Regions from separate parts of the Hordeum vulgare genome. Here region 2 is linked to region 1. The links are chromatin contacts, called in public Hi-C maps. All regions are on one chromosome and are shown on one strand. Each heading gives the region's core, a stretch centred on a gene start, on an enhancer-like site or on the middle of the called end of the contact. The rest is flanking DNA. Distances are from core to core; before and after follow the strand shown. Region 1 holds the start of LOC123407064. Region 2 holds the start of LOC123424277 (RNA-binding protein Y14A).

Region 1 (6,557 bases), core at 1,079-3,578:
GATAAGGGACGATATGTTGGCATAGGCCTTATATAACACACGTGTTCTCGTGTATTACAATGTACCATAAAATTTCCTATTTAAGTGTTTGCATATCCAGTGGTAATCTCGGGACCGATGACTACAATGGTTCTTGGGTCTATTCATATTAGTGTTTGCATACTACGTCTTGTCCGTGCAAGAATCCTACATTTGAGAGAAGTAGAAGGTTTGGGGATTCTAAAAGCTGAACGCATGATCCATCGATCTCGTCTTGATATATGCACACATACATTGATACACACATACGTGTTACATACTCTTGAATACTCCCCTAAACCCCGTTAGGAGAATAAGTGGTTACATATGTCGCATCCATACACACTATACGGCTAAAAATGAAGTGAAACTCCCGTTTTGTTGCATTGCTTGATACTATTATATCACACGACCCATGTATTCATGCTGGTAGATGCAGCTCGCTTAGCTTAGCTTATTCACTTGCTGCCCTGCTCATGCCTTCAAGATCCGAGACGGGTGGTGGATGCCAACGCCACCGCTTGCGCCCACACCTTGAGCCTCGCCTTCACGTCCACCGGATCCTCCCCTGGCAATCACAAGTTCGCAACACACGTTAATTTGAGTACTATCGCGCATGCACATTTGCACCGAAGCTCGGTTAAGAGTAACCGTGAATATAAATATAATGAACTCTTTGAAAGTCGTATTAATCTTATAAGTCGTGTTAATCTTGTATAGCTCGGAGTAGATAACTAGATATTGTATGAGTGTGTGCGTCTGGTTGGTGGTGTACATGAGTGTGAATCTACGTTGTATTTGGTGTTTTTCGAAAAATTGAACTTTCACTCTGCAAACCACTGGATGGTTGCCACGATGCAAATTAATTATGATCAAACAGTAAGCAAAGACTTACTAGTAGCAGTCTAGCACTACTAATTAATTATAACTAATCTGAGTGTGGAACGATTCTGATGATGAGTACAGGACGGAGACGGACTGATCGCGACTGGTGGCCGGAGCGTGGCGAAGGGTGAGTAGCCAGGTCGACGTGCAAAGCGTCGCCGCCCAGTTGTCCTGGAAAGGCACCAGCTACGGTTGGCCAGACTTGGTTATTGCTACCCCTAATTAATCACCTAGAGTACGTTCAGAAAGCACTTAACGAGTGCATTTTTGTAACAATAATAAACTTTCATTGATGGAGTCAAGGGTGCCTTGCTTTTGACCCATCGGAGATGAGGCCGGGCAAGCAGAGAGGCTCGTCGGTGTGCCATGCCGGACAAGGCAGGGTGATGTGCATGCATGCATGAGATATATCTGCAGCTAGTGACCCATGGAATTAATGCAGGTACTGGGTGATGTGTGTATGTGTCTGTGTGTGATGGTGACGTACCGGCGCTGGGGCTGGAGATGGAGCAGCTGCCGGCGGTGGAGGGCGAGTCGGCGCCGCTGCTGGCGTGGCTGTGGGTAGGGCTGCTGCTAGCGGATATGCCGTAGCATTGAATCTCTACGGTGCCGTCGGAGGGGAGCTCGAGGCCGAGGTCCCTGCACGCGCGCACCTCCTCCATGTCCATCGCGACGCTGGCGGACGAGTGGTGCTGCGGGGAGGAGGAAGCGCAAGGGGACGAGGACCCGACAACCTGCTTCCCCACCACGACCACCACGGGGGTGTCGGCGTCGGGGGCGCCGCCGTTGCGCTCGTGCCAGCTCTTCTTCATCTCCCACGCGCGGTCCAACCACGCCTCCCGCGCCGCCCGCTCCCGCCGGACCACGCTGAAGCTGCTCCGCCGCGGCTGCGCCGCCTCCGCCTGCACCGACCCGCGCTGCAGAAGCCGCGCCCACTGGTCCTCGTTGTCGCTCCCGAAGCTCTTCTTCGTCTCCTCCACCGCCAGCCACGCGTGCGGCGGCGGCAGAGTCCGGCCCCCCTCGCAGCCGGCGTCGTGGCGACGTCGGTCCTGGACGCTCGCGTCGACGACCTCCTGTCTCCTTGACAAGACCCCGCGGCTGCCGCCCGAGCCACTGCCCCCGTCGACGCCGAAGCGGGACACCCGCCTCCTCAACTCTCCGACCGCACCAGCACCGTCGTCTCCCCCGACGGCGAAGCGGGACACCCGCCTCCTCACCTCCAGCACCTCGTTACAGTCGTCACCGCTACCATCGCCGACAATGTCATCCTCCTCCTCGTCAACGAAACGGGCAACAGGTGTCTCCCTGGTCATGGACGCCATGCCTAGCTACAGCTTCTAGGCTATACGCTAGAGTAGTAGAGCAGGTGAGTGCCAATGCCTGCAGGCCAGTGGTTGGGTGGGAAGCATGAGTTGTTGGACGGCCGGGTGTATATATAGACCGGGGGGAGCTGTATGCTGCATGCTGCAATGGCGACGGGTGGCGGGGGAACAGGTGGCGCGACACATGCACACATATACTTACAAGACATGGGAATGCATGTATGACGTCGGACACCGTCTAGCTGATTGGCATGGCATGGCATGGCATGGCATGGCATGGTTGCCGGGCATGTATGGCAAGCATATATCAGCAGTAACCTGTTCAATCAGGCAGTGTCAGGAGAGATTGCTAGCCACTGCCACCCAATGAATATGAATATTAATAACCTTTGATTCATTATCGCCTATATACCTGAATTTTTAACAATTAGGTTGACGTGGAAATTCAGGTTCCACTCTTCATCTCTCCCGCAAAAGAGGTGCTTGCCTGAATCGTTTGACCCCTCGCAGCTTGAAGTTACATTTTGGATCCGCTTGAACGTATCTTGAAATGCTTTTGTGCTAAACTGCATCAATTTCGTCAAATTCACGGACTATTCAGTTGATTTCCAGTGAGCAGTCTATTTCCAAGTGAATTAATCAAGGCTTATCACGTGATCAACGCATACGAAATCATCTGATCTCCAGAAGCATTTCCACAGGATCGATACATCAGGGATAACGTTTGAAAGAGATGCCGGCACATATCTGGATAAGATAGATCAAAGGGAACACAAATTCAACCGACGAGCCCACCAGTCACCACGTCATGAAAAGCAAAAGCGTCAGGCGGACGATGAGCTCGAGGCGAGCGAGCGAACGAACGGTGCGCGTGCGTGCACGCCGGAAGGAGGAGACGATCGAGCCGCCGAGTCGGCCCCGCGGGAGCACGTGGCGCCTGGAGGGAAAGGACCGGGAGACCAGGGCTGGAGTGGGGCCCGGAGGATGACTGGTGGCGCCACCGGAGTGGCGCCAGGTGGGCTGGGGATAGAGGAGACGACCGGCGACAGGTCGGTGTCCACGCGGTTAAGCTGCCGCGGCGAGAGGGGAGGATTTAATGGGTTAATCAGCCCAACCCATGGACGGCGACGGCCACGGCTTCGATTGGATCACTTTGGTTAGGAAAGGGTGGGCTTAGAGCAAATACAGTAAGGTCCAGTCAGCAGGCTGTAAGGATTAAAATACTATATTTTCGTTGAGTTGGATGAGAGAGAAGATGAGAGAGAAGGGAAGCGGACTCTTCGTGAAGAGTCAGCTCTAGCACGTGCTCCTAGGTGCTTTATGAGAATGAAACGTGGGCCATATATAATAAAAGTAGTACTCTTTTATAGCTAACTATTGTACAAGCTGACTATAAGGTGGGCTATAAGACTGCTTATAGCCAGCAGTTGGCTATACTATTAACCATGCTCTTAGGGAGGTGATTAGTTTTATCTTAGAGGGTAAGCCAGGATTAATTAAGTATAATGCGTACCCTAAAAAAACATGCGAGCCCACTGTGAGGTGGCATGGGCAGGGACAAGCAACTTTTCTCTTTGGAAGGGGATTTGTGGCATCCAGGTTTCAGGGCATCGAGTCCCTTGCACGTACTTTTATTTTTGACTTCTGATTCTTTATTTTCTGTATCTTTTGAACGGAAAGTCTAAATTAGATTTTATTTTTCTATTCGTGTTTGTTGTGACAAGGGCTTTCAAATAAATCCATTTTGCATACGTTTTGAAGAAATTTGAAAATAAATGTTAACTTTCAACTCTTGAAATTTGTATGAGCGATCGATGAGTTCGTTTTTTTTTTGTGTCTACACCGACAATATCTCTTTTTATGAAACTTGGTTAGAGTGAGCGATAATAACACATGTTTCACATGAAAACTTATATGTTTCAACGACTAAAATATAAAACTTATTATACCCCCGTGTGTGATCCAACTATTTCGTGTCACGGGACAATCGAACCGTCGAGGTGGGCCTCGCATGTACATGCCCCTACGAAATTTCTTGTTTCTCTCACTACTCCTAGACGATTTAGATTCTACTTCGTCGCGCCTCCTCCATCGATACAATACTAACATCCTCATGTTCCATGTGGCTCTGCTGGTGTAGGGCGTGCAACATATCTCGATTTAGTGCTAGGAGATGTAGTTAACCCCACTTAATTGGGGCGTTGGTGTTCAATGATGGTTCTCCGACTTTTCCTTTGGTCGTCGAATCCGACACGAGATCTGGTGGGCATGTAGTTTGTTGTGGCTTGTCGTTTCGGCCCTTCCAGTGGTGGTGGGACTAGTGGCGGTGGGGACGGCGGTGCTCAATAAGGCCTCCTCCAGATTTGGTGGTGTGTGATGTCAGACTTAGTGACAAGATCTGGTCGGCAAGTTTGCCTTTCCTTTGTAGAAGTAGGGGGTTGGCTGTATTTTTGTCGGGCTAGTGGTGCTTCGACAGTAGTGATGTTGATTCGGTTAATATTTTGACTCAATGGGATCAACCAAGATATGCCTTCTTCTTTAGGGCATGCATCCTTTGGGTCGGCCCTACCAATCGGTAGATATCAATGACTTACGGACTACCTGTATTGATACTACATTCTCCTTAGTGACGGCTTTGAACTCCAACGGTGACAATATCGTCACACCATCGTCATATGTGGAATGAAGAGGATCGGAAGCTCCCCGAGGATTCCCTTTTTAAGGGTTTCTTGAAATGCTAGTGCTTCGTTTAATACAGAGCTCTAGCTACTTCAAGCAAAAAAAATTATGTGTTGTGAAGGGGGCAAAGCACACCACGCCAAGTATGTAAATAAGTTTGACGGACTCCTCGCCCCCTCCTCCCATGTCGCCCCCGCGAGGCAACCGGGGGGCAACCCTAAATCCCGTCGGTCTCCCTCCCCCTCCTCCTCCTCCCTCATCGTCGCCCGAGGGCGCGGCCGGGCGAAGCCCAATTGTCGCCGGCGGCGGCGGGGCCTCGTGGTCCTCCTGGTCGGACAGTGATGGCGCGAACCGGTGGCTCAGGTCAGAGCGTGGAGCTCTACCGGGCGACACAGCGGAGCTCCGATGCCTTTGCTCCCCCGTGGCGGGCGGCTAGCAAGTGTTGGGGCATGCCTGCTCTCCAAGATTGGCGGCGGCGATGCCAGATCTGTGATCTGATGGCGTGGCCGGATCTGCGGCTAGGCGAAGCGGGCCGAGGGCGGCACGGGTTGCAGCACCGCAGTAGTGGCATGTTGGTGGGTGGACTAGCCTGTCTCTAGGTGCTCCGGCAGCTGGGCAACGACGAGCAGCGTAGACGGGCTCCTCGGTGAGCTTTCTAGGTGGTTGACAGCGGTCCTTGGGGTTTTCCTTGCCGGTGGACGGGTGTGTGTTGGTGGCCTCACATGGAGCCGTGCCGGCTGCCGAGGTGGGGCTACATAGGGGGTGTCGGGTGGGGAGGTAGACTGAAGGGATGCGAGGTGTGACAAGTTCGGACCACCCGCCACCGGCACGGGGGTGTGCCGGTCGTGGATGCGTCTGCTCCCCCTCCTTCCCCTTTCCCCAGCCATGTGTGGGCTGATGCATCTCCTGCGTTGTTCGAGGCAGGATGTATGTTGCGGTTTGGCGGTCGGGTGTGTCCTTTGGTACAGAGCCGGTCACTTTGGCCGGTCTTGGGGGTGTGTGTATGCAGGGCGGCGGCCCTGGCGGTGGGAGACGTGACGTTCATGGGCGAAGCATGCGTCTTGGGTGCGGGGTACGCAGCCATGGCCACGCAGGTGATTTGGCTGCGGGTGGTTGACTAAGCTAGGTTGCGTGGGAGGGGTGTGAACGCCGAGGTACACCACTTGCTCATGGGCCGAGGGTGGCGGCGTTCGTGGACGCCATATCCTTCATGAAGGCTCCGTCGTGGTGTTCCCACTCCTTCGTGATGCTCCGGATGAAAACTTGATCTTCGGGATTGGACGATGGCGGCTACACATGGTCGTGCCCTTTTGGAGGCACCGTCTTGGAATCCTTGTTCCGTCGATATCCGCCTCGCCTCTCCTGGGGGGATTGCTCGTGATGGAGGTCCCCGTTATCTCCAAAAGATTCATGTTGTTTGGTAGTCGTTGGGGTGGTGTGGCGATGCTCGACACTTTTATATCTTGTCTTGGGTGTGTGTTGTGTGCGGTATTGGTGTGTGTTTATATCAGCGTGGTTGTATGGTCAGTGTTATATATAAAGCGGAGCGAAAGCTTTTTTCGGTAAATAACTTTGACCCTAAGCTAAGTTGGCATTTGCAAGAATATGAAACTTGTTTGCTCAAGTAGCTTTTCTAGAGAAGGTAGAAAGGAC
Region 2 (6,557 bases), core at 2,158-4,657, 430 kb before region 1:
TGAAATGAACACAGTACAAGCTCAAGTAAGTATTATATTTGGTTGTGAGAGCGGAGTAAAGAACTATGTATGCATTTGGTCGGTGACTCAGATTCAGATTATGATTAAAAAGTGAAACAATGACAAGAAAAACATCGTCAGGGTAAAACTAGGAAATATGGGAAGAAATCAATCATATGTACACGCCAATGTATAATAAAATCCATAAAATCATATTACATAGCCAAAAACACTTGGCCAAAATTTAACTGAAATCCCCCATGATTAACTACTGTAGAAATACTACATTATTACTTGGGGAAGCTCGGCACATATTAGAGAAGAAATGCATAAAGCAGAGGGGAAAAACTACTTGTTTGAGAGGAAAGTGCAAAAGGAATAAAGGATAACTTGTGTAATTAACCAGGGACCTCATAACATGCTTAATCTGGCATTCCTCCAAGGATGTATTACGAATGAAGTGAACCCCAAACCCTCAGATTGTACTCCCTCCCCGTCCCAAAATTCTTGTCTTAGATTTGTCTAGATATAAATGTATCTAGTCAAATTTTAGTATTTAAATAGATTTATTTCTAGACAAACCTAAGACAAGAATTTTGGGACGGGAGTACTAAGCATTTCAAGAATTAGAAAACCAGCCAGGAAAAATCTCCTTGAGATTGTACTAAGCATTTAAGAGTTCAGAAGGTACATAACTTCATCCAATTACTACCAACTAAGTTCATAGCAAACTTAATTTGCATTTAGAATTTTTATTCCTAATGTGTTTTTTTATAAGAATGATTTGGTGGCTTTCAGTTGGGTGGCCAATACATGTTTAACCAAACCGAAACTAACTTATCAAACTAGGTTTAGCAAACTTAACTTAGATTTATGTTCCTCATTCCTAGTCTAAATGTTTTATCATAATTTAGAATGATTTGCTCTTCCCACTTTCAACTCTCAGGTAGGCATCAGTTGCCATTTCACCAGAGCAGTGTCTGCACCAAAATCTAGAGCTGACACCTGCTTCAGTGCTTGCCTTAAAAGCTCATATATGGATGATAATTATGGCCAGTTGGTTGCTGCCATGCTTTTCCTTCTAACATAACCAAAAAAAGGAACTAAATACGAAAGCGCACATAAAGCATACCTCTTCCGAGTATTTCTCTGTTTGACAGGGCCATTACTAAATGCCCAGTCAACACTTATTATCTGCGAAAGAAGCTCAGTTCCGTCTGATTCTCTTATTGCACGCTGGGCTTGCTCAAAGTTCTCATACTCAATTAGAGCATATCCCTGCATAGGAGAAGGGAAGCCACACAAATATTAAGGAGGGGATAAGAAAGGATGCAAGCAGACCCTGTTATTATTCTATGGATGACAAACTATGTATAGTCCAACAAAATGAACCTTTCCACATATGAACCTGTTTATCCTGCCAGTCTTACTCATAATTAAGGAATTGACTGAGGATTTCACAAATGCAAACTAGAAAACAAAACTAAACTGAATGGTATCTCTGCAAAATGTAAAGGACTAAAGGTGGTAGGAAGCATACCTTCACAAATCCAGTCCTGCGATCCAAATTCAAATGCAAGTTCTTGACCTGCCCATAATCCCCGAAAATATTATGGAGGTCCTCCTCCTGAGCTTCTTCATGAACTCCAGTAACCAGTACAATCCACCCTTCAATGGCTGTACACAAGGCAAAACATACAAGAAAACAACTCCATTAGTGACAATTCCTGCAAGGAAATATACATTGAAAAGGACAGTGTCCAGAACTGCACTTGCACTTACTAAGGCCCTGTTTGGAACCACCCAGATTATGTAATCTGGTTTTTATAATCTGTTATGTTTCCAAACAGGACAGTTTATATTGTAGATTTTAAAAACTAGATGACCAGATTATTAAAAACTCATAATCTACTCTACCCCAGCTAAAATCAGATTATGGATTACTAATGACCTATTACCCTTTTAAACTTGGAGATAATTACCTACTGCCACTGCCACTGTCTTATTTTTATAAACAGGGCAGACATGTCACTGTACAATGTAAAACCTGAATTACAGTTTATATAATCTGACCTCCAAACATGTCCACCTGGATTATTTTTATAAACCAGATTATATAATCTATCTTCATAATCCAGATTATTATAATTTATTGTGGTTCCAAACAGGGCCTTATAGTTACTAATACTATATTATTTGATTCAAAGCTTTGCACAAAGCAAGCTTTGGTATGAGCAGAAAATAGCAATGGGCGTATGTCATATGCAACATTTTGCTAATAGAACTCAACAGAAGTTGAGAGTAAAAATATTCAAAGGTTTTCTAGATGTATGTCAATCAAGGCCCTAGCAGCTTATTGGAGGAACTGAAGGTTTAGGGGACTATCAATTCAATTATGTAATGAAAAACAAAGCAGAACAACCTAATTCATGCCCGTTCACATCACAAGAAGATAGCCACAGCTTCAATCAAAGAACAATCTCAGCAGTCAAGCACATAAAAAACCTTTTTTGCAAACGAAAATCAATCATCCCAACAAACTAACTCACGGGCTGCAAGTAAAAGTAACACAAAGAAAACGAATCCTGAGGCAAAAACGGTCAGAGATCTACACTAAAATCATAGGTAGACTATCTTGGTAAACTATGAGCAAGCAGCGATTTCCAAACCCAAGGAAACCATCCGACCAAGTCGCCCAAAGCATCCATCTGCACATCAACATTGCTCAAGAAAAAGGCAATCTATAGCAGCAAGGAACCCAAATATCTCCTTGCCGTACGCAGCAGCCCATGGGCATCGGAAGAAACCTATCAAGACGGCATCTTTGCAGTGCCTTCAAATTCAGATCTCGTTCGTCAAACAGCAAAACTAACACGTTGAAGAAGAGAACATACTAGGTTACCAGACCTACGCCGCGAACGTCAGACCACGCCACCCTACCTGACTAGAAATCTTCTTATCGGGAAACACAAGGAGGGAGGTACAGGGATGGAGACGTACAGCGCACGGGTCCAGGGCCGCCATCGGAGGCGAGGGCGTCGAAGCCAGAGCGGCCTGCGCCAGCTAACCGCGAGTCGCGGTGCGCGGACGAGGAGTTGGGATCCTCGCGGAAGCCGCGCCCCTTAGTCTTACGCGGGGCATCGTCGTCGCCGCCGCCGCCCCCTGCGATGGTAGATCGGAGGCGGGGAGCGGGGGCCGGCGAGGGTTCGATGGCGCCCTCCTCGTCCATGAGATCGTCGTCGTCGGAGTCGAAGTCGACCGCCTCCACGTCCGTGTTCATCGCCGCCGCCGCCATCGCTGCAGCCGCCGCCGGTGTTAGGTTCGAGTTGGTCTGGGCTCGGATCGGGAGGGGGAGACCTACTGGGGTTTGGGCCTTCGGGATTTGCACGTCGGGTTATCCTCTCTCTCTTTTCTCAGAAACACCCTTGACATGTATAAGACCGGAAACATGCTAACCCTACAAGAATACGGATTTGCTAGCAAAAATACTTACATATTCCCAAGTTTTCTATATCGCGGTACAATACCAGATGCTTGCATACACGCATGTACACTTAGACTTAGGACGCATTTGATTGCTCCTCTTTAATTTATCTACATGTGTTGTTCATTTGAACCTGGTTGAGAACAAAATAACATGAAAAATTAACATCTAGTACACCTCATTTGGTTGCCCGCATTAAGGGTGACTTCATGAGGGGATCGATTTTGGCGCGTTGTTTGGTGTCCTACATTGGCTGGGCAGATGCAAATACACGGTATTTGGTTGCACACATGCTACAAGGTGTGATAACCTTGTATCCTACTTGGTGAGCTTACACGAGCAACAAAACATCACTATAATCACGACGAACAGGACGATAATGATAAAGTTCTTGAACCCAAACTATCAATCCACCTTGACAGCTTTAAAACGGCATGTCTGCTTAAGCACAAACTTGGATAGCATTCTTTGTCGCTTGCCTACTCTTAACCCATATGTGACGGTTGTTCTTTTAACTTGACACTTGTTCATTGCATGCTTTTCATGAACTCTAAACCCCTCAAAACCTCTCGTGTTGGCACCTTGAAGTGAACGCAACTCCTTAAGGTTTTAGTAGTAGTGCTTGCCCAACCAACTCTTGAGCCAAAGCACCATGTGAGCGTTTGTCATGGCAACAGGCCCAACACCATGGGCCTTGTTGTCCAACAAGTGGCCCAAAACAACCATCACAGCCTCTTGGCTGAAGCCACCTTCGTCCATGACGGTGGTGTAGAGGTCAGGGTGGACGTCGACCGACATGCTCTCCCTTATGGCGGTTGCCACCTCCTTGACGGCCTTAGTCATGTTGGCGAAGACACCGATTCGCCCTCCATCAAGCTGCCCCTCTTCCTCTTTCCATCGAGCACAGGGACGTGCTCAAAGCCCTTATAAAGGGACCATCAAGGACGATGGTCGCTGACTCCTGGGTGTCTGGAAACTCAACATGGGCAAACTGAGCGGGTCATTGGAGCCTATGACTTGCTTGTTGGTTGCCAACCCAAAGAAAAAGATGTGATGCATCTCGTTGTAGTTCTCGATGGGTATTTTGAGGAACTCCGCGTCTTCGGGGTGGTCCTAAAAAAGAAACACAATGATGTTAGTTGTGAGAAGACAATGGTTGACAGGCTTAAACAAGGGGCATGGGCTAACCGCGGTGTGGCCTTGGTAGTGCTCTGCCTCGAGAACGATCGAGCAAGTGGTGTGATCCCATGAGGTACCACTAAGGTTTTTGAGCTTGGAGACTTGAATCCATCTAGCTCTCCACTCCTTGAGGTGGTTGTATACATGGGCCGGTGTTTAAATGCACCTCATTGAAGCCCTTGTCAGTCCTAAACCAACTAGATATGAGCTCGCACGTGTTGTTAAGCACTAACATGGACATGAATAGTTGCCACTTCATGATGTTCCCCTTACCATCCTTCTTTGCCTTTACATTTGTCGTATGTGCAGCCGCAATGATAACATTGGGCACAACAAGCACAAAAATTGTAGGCACAAAAGGAGGACCCATGCTTTTACCCTGGAACACATCTGAATCAGGAGGCATTTGGTCCTCAATGGGTGTCGTGGTTGAAAGCACAATTGCCCTCTAAGGTGGTTTTGATAATTGATCACAACATATGCATCATTGGACTAATGATCTTATTCAAGTATATTTCAGAAAAGTTCAAAGATTCCTTGGCTAAAGGATTGTGAGGAGAAACCCTTTGATGAAGGAAGGAATAGGATTGGCTCAAGCTTCAAGCAAGAAGACTCTACATTTTACATTTGTGAGAAATCACTTTGAGTCCATAGGAAAGCCAATACTATTAAAAGGGGGTGATGTATTATGATGAATTGGTTGCTCAAGTGCTTAGAAATAGCTGATGGTGTCCTAGACTAGGGGGTACTCACCATGTCGTCTCCCAACCAGTAGGGCGGGCCGAGGACCCCATGGTGGTTCAATAATAGGCTGGTTCGTACAGCCCATGATGCATACAAGGGAGATACCACAAGACTTGGCGCACAAGATAATGACTACTCTAAACCCTAGGCCTACGGTACATTATATAAACTGAGGTCAGGCTAGTCAATAGACGATCTCATATTCATTACAACAATCTCGTGGTAGATACCTGTATTATGTACTATCCCCATATCAATACAATCAAAAGCATGATGTAGGGTATTATCTCCTTGAGAGAGCCCAAACCTGGGTAAAATCATGTGTCCATGTTACCATCGCTCCAAAACGACTAGCTTAGGACCCTTACTACGAGATACGTCAGATTTGATACCGACATCGGTGCTTTTATTGAGAGACTGCTGGCAGTCACCGCGGTGCGATGGGAATTCAGATCGTCTTCGGCACGATCTATGCGCCTGAACCGAGCTTTGTTGTCGATGTCGGCATCTTCGTCGCCGGCTCGACTAGTCACTTTGGCTGGACCGAGGACTATGCTCCATGTCGGATCATCAAGATCGGACGGATACTTCCATCGTCATCATCTCCGATCTCTATCAAGATCACGGAGAATCATCCATGGAGCTCGGGGGCTCGATGTTAACATCATCCTCGGGCAACCGTGCAATTTTTTATGGACAACGACTCGTGTTCGTCATCCCCGTTTCCTCGAGCGTCACTTTGATGATTGCTTCGGTGGAATTGTGCAGAACGGGCCTAGAATATCCCTGTAAAATTTCATCATGTTCTGATGGAGGAATCTTCGGCAAACTCTGATCTACCGCAAACCTCTCGAATATAGACGAGAATCTGGACGAGTTTAGGGAGAGGAGTTTAGCGGCTAGCTCGGAGATCGTTTGCAAAATCCCACCATTCATCATCTGCGGAATTCTCGTACCGACAATCCCTCAAAATTTCAGCTCGATGAGACCGTCGAAACTCCGGGAAACGTCCAACGAGTACTTTAATTGTCGGATGTGTTTTCTGCGTGAAAACGAATCCGACCCGAATTCATCTTTCTTCATGAACGAGATATTGGACACCCTTTTTGGAGATTTTTTTTTCTAGGTTATTGTGTGTTATTTTCAAACA

What was found. A called contact is a pair of places that touch in the nucleus more often than the background predicts.
Region 2: a contact with region 1 is called in a Hi-C map of seedling, with 2.7 times the contacts expected there. The contact joins the promoter of LOC123424277 here to the promoter of LOC123407064 in region 1. A contact is called at or near these places in 1 of 6 Hi-C or Micro-C datasets (seedling) and 1 of 1 datasets of contacts at active chromatin or transcription factors (embryo).

Annotation. Positions count from the first base shown.
Region 1 is chr1H:61,748,802-61,755,358 of MorexV3_pseudomolecules_assembly, reverse strand. LOC123407064 reads right to left here and starts at 2,328. Exons shown (of 2, transcript XM_045100110.1): 1 at 1,391-2,328; 2 at 249-586. The coding sequence starts at 2,225. The coding sequence ends at 501.
Region 2 is chr1H:62,184,081-62,190,637 of MorexV3_pseudomolecules_assembly, reverse strand. LOC123424277 (RNA-binding protein Y14A) reads right to left here and starts at 3,407. Exons shown (of 4, transcript XM_045107948.1): 1 at 3,001-3,407; 2 at 1,541-1,677; 3 at 1,133-1,278. The coding sequence starts at 3,295.